Linked DNA regions of Sus scrofa: region 2 is linked to region 1. Evidence: chromatin contacts called from public HiChIP or PLAC-seq data. All regions are on one chromosome and are shown on one strand. Each heading gives the region's core, a stretch centred on a gene start, on an enhancer-like site or on the middle of the called end of the contact. The rest is flanking DNA. Distances are from core to core; before and after follow the strand shown.

What was found. HiChIP or PLAC-seq counts read pairs in DNA pulled down with a chosen protein or histone mark.
Region 2: a contact with region 1 is called in an H3K27ac HiChIP or PLAC-seq map of alveolar macrophages. The contact joins the promoter of UMPS here to the promoter of ITGB5 in region 1. A contact is called at or near these places in 1 of 5 promoter capture datasets (liver) and 1 of 2 datasets of contacts at active chromatin or transcription factors (alveolar macrophages).

The regions. Positions count from the first base shown.
Region 1 is chr13:135,466,008-135,470,599 of Sscrofa11.1, forward strand. It overlaps ITGB5 (integrin subunit beta 5), which reads left to right and starts at 2,104. Exons shown (of 15, transcript NM_001246669.1): 1 at 2,104-2,184. The coding sequence starts at 2,115.
Region 2 is chr13:135,649,023-135,653,813 of Sscrofa11.1, forward strand. It overlaps UMPS (uridine 5'-monophosphate synthase), which reads right to left and starts at 1,634. Exons shown (of 6, transcript XM_021071253.1): 1 at 1,391-1,634. The coding sequence starts at 1,546. KALRN (kalirin) reads right to left here. Exons shown (of 64, transcript XM_021071254.1): 64 at 4,773-4,791.

The DNA of each region.
Region 1 (4,592 bases), core at 854-3,353:
TTATGGCAGGTCTGGGCAGGTTGGGAATCACCTGATGGGACAGGAGGATGATTTGGCTGCAGCACTTTCCAGGTGCAGTCCCGGGAAACAGGGGTGTGTGTGTGAAGTCTGAACAGTGAAGCACCATGTTGGGGTGGGGAGGATGGTACACAGATCAGATACCACAGGGCCTTAACTTAGAGGATGCTTTATAAATGCAAGTTTTTATAGTATTGATCAATGCAGTATTTACTCACTTTCTGCAACTTAACATTCTGTCCATCTAATTGATCCATCACATCCTCACTGGACAAATCTTTTAAAATCACCACTTGGCACTGACACCTCCTCAGTTCAAACTCTTTCACTGGCTGCCCATTATTTATAATCATTGCCTCTCAAAAAAAGAGTAGCCCCCAGGCCACCCTGCTGAGGCAGAAAGACCCAAGATAAACTAGGGGGAGCCTCTGCAGCACCACACTTACTGGAAAATGGGGACAAACATGACTCTTACATCAGGATAAACATGGGAGATATTTAGAGTATGATGATATCTGCATGCAGTTTAAGGATGAAATACTGGCCTTCAAGTGGAATTTGGAGCTTGGCCTCTGTGCACTCTATGCCACAGGAATAAGTTTACTTTCTCTGGCATCAGGGCACCATCTTGGGAAAGTTTGGGGTGGGAGAGCACAATTAAACCCCAAATTCCCTAATCTGGGCAGTTAGAACTTTCCCCTGCCTGTCCCCTGGGAGCCGTCTATCCAACTGGTGCCTGACCTGTAAAGGTCAGATTCCTTTGTTCCTTCTTCTGTTTTCAGTCAAGGCATTTTGAACTTTTGGAAAATGTACTTCTTCTGGCAATTAACCCCTATGTGTCTCAGTTTTCTCATCTGGATAACAGCAGGGTTGTGGGGAGGATTGCAGGAGTTAACACGGTATTTACATTTCAGTGCCTGGCTAGCACAGTGCTCTCTGCACGTGTTAGGCATCCCATTATTTCCTTCTATACGCAGGCGGCCTCTTCTCCTTTTGCCTATAAATCATTCCAGTCTCAATCCATTCGTCATGGCCCAACCTAAGCCCACCTAGTACTTTGCAGGTGTTGTTGGGGGTGGGGGGTGGAGATAGATAAGCTCCCCACTCCCACCCCTCACTTTACAGCTCAGCTGTAAGGATAAGGTAAAAGCCAAAGCATCTGGTTTTTTAATTTAACAGCAGTTTGGCTTCAAGGAAACCTCCGGTGAATCGAGATAAGGGAAACACAAACTAGCGACATATTGGCCCGTCTCCAATCCGAGAACGGGGCAAAACTTTAATGAGGGGAAAGTGTGTTGTATGAGTGCCTCCACGCCCCATGCGCCTTCTCTTCCCCACCGAAGGCGTCGCCTCGCCGTGACAAGCCCGGCTCTGGGAGGGCGACACCGCCTTAGGACGATTTCCCCAGACCCGCTCTCCCTGCTGAAGTTCACCAACTCCAAGCAACCTCCGCCAGCCTGCGGAGCCGGCTCCGCCCCCTTCCCGTAGCCTCCAGTTGCTACCAAAGCTCCGCCGAAACCCACCTCGCGATTTCGGCCCCCGCCCCCGCCCCCAGGTGCGCTGGAAGCAGCTCCCACCTGGACGCCCTCGGCCTCCAATCTCGGGCCGGTCCCCGCGCGGGGCGGAGCTCGCGCAGCCCCGCCTCGCCGTAAACTGACCGAGTGGCAGTCGGGCGGGGGCCGGGAAGGGGAGAGAAGGGGAGGAGAAAGGAGAGGAGGAAAGTGGACCCCAGCGGGCCTGAGGGAGGAAGGGAAGGGGCGGAGGCGACGGGCAGAGTGTGCCGGCGCGCAGGGGAGCTTCAGCGCGGGGCGCGTCCCGGAGCCAGAGTCGCCGCCGTAGCGCAGAGCCTGCCGATCCGCCTGCCCAGAGCCGCCCTCCGGGGCCGTCCCGAGCGGCGACACCCCGGGCGTCCCGGCCGGCGAGCCGGCGCAGCGGCGGCTCTGGGACTGGGCGGCGAGAGCGCTGCGGGAGGGATGGTGGCGGCAGGGCGCGGGCCAGCTCAGCTGCCCCCGCCTCCCACTCGGCCGCGGCCCCCGGCCCTCCGCCCCCGCGCCCCGGCCCCCGCCGCACGCCGCCGCTGAGCCGGGAGCCCCACCATGCCGCGTTCCCCCGCGCCCCTGTACGCCTGCCTCTTCGGGCTCTGCGCGCTCGTGCCCCGGCTCCCAGGTAAGCCGCGCCGCCCGCCGTGCCGAAGGAAACTTTGTGGCGCAGCCAGCCGCCCGCGGGCGTCTCGGAGGTTCCGAGGCCGGGGCTGTTGTCTGAAAGTAGAGGCGTCCCCAGGGCACTCCTTGGTGGCTAGCCGCCGGGGACGGCCGGGTGGACGGCTCCCGAACTGCGTGAGCCACCGCGCGCGGGGTCCGCCGCAGCCCCTGAGGGCAGTCGTTCGGCCTCCAGCCCCCTCCCGGGCAAGGAGGAGCCTTCCTGTGTAAACAGCCCTGCCCGTCTGCTGACCCAGCCTGCGTGCGCCCGCGCCCAGTGCGCGGGGAGGGCCGCCGCCTGCCGCCCCGCGTCGGGATCCGGGCTCTGCACTCCCTGGCACAAAGCGGCCCTTGTGGCCGGCTCGGGGCGGCCCGGGTGCAGGGAGGCGCCAAGTGATGCCCCGGTGCCCTGGTCCCTGGAGAATCGAAGGGCACCTGGAGGCGCGTGACTTGGAGTCTTCTCTGAAGCCAAAGCGTGGGGCCACGGCTTCTCCTGAGGGTTCGTCTCCTGGAGGTGCCGGTGCCCCTTAGCGGATTCTAGAGTTTCACCGCTCCTAGGCCGGCCGCCTTCCTGTGAAGATATACCCCCCCTTCCCCCAAGCCGTTGCACACCCGAGGGGGAGACCTGGGCCCCAAACCACATCCCCACCTGGAACATCCAGATCTGACAACTTCTGCCTGGCTGTACCCTGCGGTTTATGAACACTCCGGGCAGCACATTCCCTGATTTTGAAGGATTCTGGAGCAGAGGGCAGCGGGTGTGCAGTTGCCCTCGCAGGGCACTGCCCTGGGCTGGCGGCTGGGTGAGGAGCCCTCAGTTAACCTGCTTTAAGTTTTCGAAGTTGGGAGAGGGCTGGATGTGGCGGGTTGTTGGGAGGCCCCAGAGGGAGGATGCTCTGCTGGGCGCTGGGGCTGCCAGGCAGATGAGCTACCTGCACTCCGTCCCCTCCAAAAGCAGGAAGCTCCAAATTTTCTCGTTTCCTGTAGGAGATAATGGTGTTGAGATGCTTTGTTTACTTGCGAATTCGAGATACTATACGTTGGTCTTGTGAACCAGGTGTCTGACGCTCGAGGGAAGGGGAGGGCTCTTCCCTATGGTGTCTCATTTATGTAAAGGCAGTGGAGGTTTCTCTTTGGGAGGCAGGAAGGGTCTGGGCAAACTAAAACTTTCTTCTGACCCCCAACTCAAACTTATTACTGTAGCAGGTTTCTTTTATCACGCCAGAGCTTGAAGTAGATCAGTGGTTTGCAAACACCATCTGGCAGCCAGTGCCAGATCACTGATGTTTTTGTGGGTTCCCAGGGAAATGCAAAGAGGAGGATGTAGCCTGAGTCACATACAGGAGTAGTATATCGTTGCCAACAGTCCCCTGCTTCACATGGACTGGCCTTTAATTTCAAATTATTTCTTTTTATATTTTTGGTGAGAAAACCTCTTTTAGTAATATGTACTGTTAATGAAGGGTAGTTTTCCATTTGGGCAAGAATTAAAAAACCTGGCAGTCCTATAAACATTTTACCTCCTCTTCTTCGTTGCTGTTGTTTTTAAATCTTAATGACCTGTGAAATCCAGAAGTTTGGCAATTGCTGAAGGAGATGCCTTCTTTATTCCCTTACAGCTTGACGTTCTGTGATTCTAATAAAAACTTAAACACTTCCAGTTGCAAGGAATTCTTTCAATACATTATTTTCCATTTGCATTGTGATTTCTGTTTTTCAAAGTTCAAATACATCTTCTTCATGATCTTCATTTTTCCAGCAGGCCCAAGAGGGCGAAGTGATTTGCCCACTGCCCTTGTCCATCAGCCTCATAGCTTTTTGGTCCAGAGCCCTTTGTCCCACATGGTGCAGCTTAGGAAGAGAAAAAAGCATTGAGCCACGGCCATTTAATCCCACCTCTTTCAGTGCTCCTTTCTTCTGCCGCCGTTGCTTAGAGCTCAGCCAGTCCTCGAGCCGTGGAGCAGCAGAGCCGTGGTAGAGCAAGGCTGTCCTTGGCCTTCAGACCTGGCCACCTCCCTCTTAGTGCCCTGGAGCTTCTCAAGGTTAGGAGGGGTTGACACATATCTGTGTGATTTCTCTCCTAGGTTCCCAGTGTTGCTGAGCCAGCTGCATAGTTTGAAACAAGAGTTTTTCTTTTCCTTCCCTTATCTTTTTTTTCTTGAAGCACTGCAGGGTACTTTCTCCAGAGTTTGTTTCCGTCTTGCTACTAGAAACAGGATTCGAAAGAAAAACCTTCATTACCCAGTTTAAAAAAAAAAAAAACCCAACGGTGATCTGCAGGGTCATGCCTGCCTGGGAGTCCCTAGATCAGTGGCCAAGTTGCCCTTCTACTGCTTGCACCACACTTTCATCTGTGTGTTTACTCCAGCAGGAAAC
Region 2 (4,791 bases), core at 384-2,883, 180 kb after region 1:
ACCTCACAACAAAGTGGAGCTGAAACCAAGCAGGACCCTATGGGGCTCCTGAACACAAAAGCTTTTCTACATCCCCTATTTCTTGTTTTTTAGTAAATAGATCTCATTTAGCCTCTATGACTTTCCCTGAGTTCCAAAGGCCAGGTTCAAACAGTTGCTACTCAGGGAAGCCAAAACTGTTCTGCAGAACTAAAACCCGCAACAAAAGGAAGATGTTAACTACTTGATGAAGCAGTCTTCATTCCAGAAAGGTGTGATAGCCTTAAGGACTACCAGAACCAGTCTGGGGGCCACCAAATACCAGCTTTGAAGAATGCAAACTTGCAACTCTTCTGATCCTTATCTATGGCTCTCTTTTCCACTCTGAAACTATAAAAACACTTCCTATTCTCTCCCAAAGGAGGGCACAGTCATTAGAGCATTAGCCTGCTGTGGCCACCTTTGCCTGGCAAAGCAATAAAAGCTACTCATTTCTCCTTAGCCCCAAACTCTGTCTCCACGTTTCTATTCAGTATCCTTGGTCAGAGGCTGAGTTTCAGTAACGTTCAGGACCAGTGAACATAAATCCTTAGTGGTGGAGAAGACATGTTTTCTAGATAGAACTTCTGTAATAATGGAAACATTCTATATCTGCATTGCCCAATAAGGCAGCCACTAGGCATATGGGACTAAATTTAAACATCCGTAATGCTCAATGTTCACATGCGGCTAGTAGCAACTCTATCAGACTACATATTTAGACCCTTCTATTTACAGAGTGGTCTGCAGCTCCCGGCTGGTAGCATGTTAGAAATGCATAAACTCAGGTCCTGCCTCAGGTCTACTCAATTAGATCATGCATTTTAACAAAGTTCCAGGTGATTCATATGCACTCAGAGTTTGAGAAACACTGTGCTAAAATCCTAATTGCACAAAATTTTTCCTTTTATATACCAAAACACTGTCTCCATGAAATGTCCACCCTCTGGTTTTAATTCTTGCTCCTGGCCACACAGTGTAAAAGCGAATCCCTTTTCCAAGCAAGAGCCCTTCCAAGTATTGGAGCACTCCAACCACCTTTTCCTTTCTTCTCCCTGCGTCTCATTTTCCCGAGGTTAAATACGCGGAGCTCCTGCAACTACTTCTGTCGGAGACAAGGCCCCAAACTGGGTTTCCGGACTCTTGAAAAACACGTGTCAAAGCGGATGACTCAAAGAGCAGAGTCTGCCCTCTAGGTCAACAGTTCGTGGTCTCTAGGCTTTGAAAACCGACTCATCTTGGCCGATAACAGGGTCTGCCCGCCTGCCTGGCTCTTTAGCTCTCACTCACAGCCCAACTCCTGTCACCCCCACCTCCTCCTGGTCCCCATCCCTGCCACCCAGCCCTCCTCTTCCCTTTCCCGGGCTGGCACCTGACTCAGAAGACGCGGTCGAGACACGATGCCCCGCAGATCGATGTACACGGGGGAAGAGAGCCCACTCTTCAGCACGAAGCTCCCAAATTTGAAAGCCTGCACGTCGTACAGACCAGTCACCAATGACGCCAAAGCTACATCGGCTGCGGCCATGGTCCCGCGCTCCTAGCTCACACCAAACTCGAAACCGCGGCTTGCCTGCGGCGCCTGATGACATCACCTGATAAGACCCGCCTCTTCCGCCGCCCTTTCCGGAGGCTGGGCGGGCTCTCGGCGGGCTGTTCAGGGTTCCCAGGAAGTCGGAGTCGAGGGTTTAAGGGCAGGTTCCAAGTAACGGTAGCGAAATTTACCTTGACGCTTCCTGTGGGTGAGATGGCTAGGCTTTCAAGCCTCGAAGAGTTAAGAGTGGCTCCAGGATCTTAAAATCAAGACTCTCAAGAGAGTTTGTATAAATCCTGCCTACTTTTTATGCCTCAGTGTCCTCTTAAAATTGCTTCTTGGGCGAGCATGTCTCTATTTGCCTGGTAAACTGCCCTCTCCCTTCCTCTTTCTCCAAATATAGTGTAAGTTTTGGAAGAGGAGGACTTTTGCTCAATTCTTTTATTAACTTCATGGCATTTGGCATTTGGCAAATGTTAATGTCATAACAATTTGCACGTGGGTTATAAAACGCTTAACAGGTAATTGTAATAAACCTCTTCTGCGTTTGGACTTGGTTGTTTTGTTGTTTGCTTTTTAAAATTTTTTATTTATTTTTTATTTTCTTGTCTTTTTCTAGGGCTGCACCCACTGGCATATGGAGGTTCCCAGGCTAGGGATTTAATCGGAGCTGGACCACAGCAACACGGGGATCTGAGCCCTACTGCGACCTACACCACAGCTCACGGCCACGCAGGATCTTTAGCCCACTGAGCAAAGCCAGGGATCTAACAAGCTACCTCATGGTTCCTAGTTGGATTGGTTAACCACAGAGCCACATTGAGAACTCCTCTTTGATTTTTTTTAGGGCCGCAGCTGCTGCATATGGAAGTTCCCAGGCTAGGTGCTGAACCCAAGCTGTAGCTGCCAGCCTATGCCACAACCACAGCATCCCAGCATCAGAGCGGAGACTGCGACCTACAGCACAGCTCAGGGCAACACCAGATACCCGACCCACTGAGCAACGCCAGGGACTGAACCCGTATTCTCATGGATACAAGTCGAATTCGTTTCTGCTGTGCCTCAATGGGAACTCCTGGAGTTTATTCCCATTAGAGAAGCTCAAGTGCTTGGAACATAAATTGCATAGCAGATGAGGAAGAAAGGGAGGACAGTAGAGGAAGATGAATTGATTGGTATCAGGGTTATCTAGGAGGATAATTATGCCAGCCAATCTGAAAACCTAAGTGTATTTGGTATTTACACATAAATTCCTTAAAGTAGGGGTGATTCCCATTATGTATAGAAGGCAATACTTTAATGACAATAACCCTTAAAACAATGAGCTCATGATTGTTACTTACATTGTTCTGGGCCACACCTTTGGCATATGGAAGTTCCCAGGCTAGGTGGTCCAGTTGGAGCTACAGCCGCTGGCCCGAGCAACACTGGATCCCAGCCGAGCCTTTGACCTACACCACAGCTCACAGCAACGCTGTATCCTTAACCCAATGAATGAGGCCAGGGATCAAACCTGCAATCTCATGGATACTAGTCGGGTTCATTAACCGCTGAGCCAGGAAGGGAAGTCTCTGATTTTGTTTCTGTGTTTTTTAATGTATGTCTGTGTTCTCTGAAGACAAGATGACCAGCCAGTGTGAAGGAGCCTATGCTTTTGACAGTTCTCATTTCAAATAAAGGCAAGTAAACCTTGATGAAATAGAAACCAAATGTTAAAATATTTTAGTTATTTGCAAAATAAGCTAATCAATATACTTCAGATCCTACCCTGTCAACCTTAAGAATAAGATGACCATTTATTTTACCAGCTAAATGAATTCTGTTTGGGATTGGCAGAGGAATTACATTTGGGGCATGCAAACTATGGTAAACATAGGCAAATCGGAGAACAAAAAAGAAGAATGTTACTTTATGGAGAACCGGGAAATTGGGAGGGGCTGCTTTAAAGTAAAGTCCTTTGGAGGAAATCAAGGATTCAGGGTCATAAGGGTTTCTTATTGGCTGAATCTTGGTGCTTTTCAAGACTGCCCACTGTAGGTGGGGAAGGAGAAAAACTTCCCTCCTCATCCTGGGGTAGTAAAGTAAGCCTCTTCCCGCCCAGCAAAGTAAAATCGGCTGCCTAGGGTGGTATGTGCTGGTGCCTGCCTAAGAGCTCCTCCTTCAGGGCTTCCACACTCCATTTCAAATGTGGTTATCTTTTCTTTTTCTTTCTTTCTTTTTTTTTTTTTTTTTTTTTTTTTTTTGCTTTTTAGGGCCGCACCCAAGGCATATGGAGGTTCCCAGGCTAGGGGTCTAATCAAAGCTACAGCTGCCAGCCTACACCACAACCACAGCAGTATCAGATCCGAGCCGCATCTGCGACCTACACCACAGCTCATCTCAATGCTGGATCCTTAACCCACTGAGTGAAACCAGGGATCGAACCCTCAACCTCATGGTTCCTAGTCGGATACGTTTCCACTGCGCCACGATGGGAATTCCATGGTTTTCCTTTACTTTCACACACTCCAGATAATTGTCAGTGTCCTATGAATCCATCTCATTTGCACTGGTGTGGCACACACAGACTCTTTCAAAACCTTATCATATCTGCACAGGCTAATCCAGGCTCCTGGAGTCCACACTATGTTGCATACACTTGTGAGATCTATCCCAAATGGCCTGCCAATTTTCTAACAAAGTTGCCAAATAAAACACCAGAATGAAATTAACAACACACATCGAGTCTTATTTGGCATTTTTGGATAGAGAAATATCTTAGAATACCTCTCCAAGCTACAAAATTGTTGCTTTCTTGGGAGTTCCTGTTGTGGCGCAGTGGTTAACGAATCCGACTAGGAACCATGAGGTTTCAGGTTCGATCCCTGGCCTTGCTCAGTGGGTTAAGGATCTGGCATTGCTGTGAGCTGTGGTCGTAGACTCGGCTCGGATCCTGCGCTGCTGTGGCTCTGGCGTAGGCCGGTGGCTACAGCTCTGATTAGACCCCTAGCCTGGGAACCTCCATATGCCGTGAGAGTGGCCCAAGAAATGCCAAAAAAGACACACACACAAAAAAATTGTTGCTTTCTTTCCACAATGCTGGGCAAATTTTATTATAGTAATAATGCAGTATCTTCACCTTGTCAAAGTCTTTCATATATTTGGAGGAAGAGCAAAAAAAAAAAAATTACTCTTTTCTTGCTAACAGAAGTTTTAATTAGAAAGAAAAGACCACCAGAAATAATATCTTTAGTATAGTA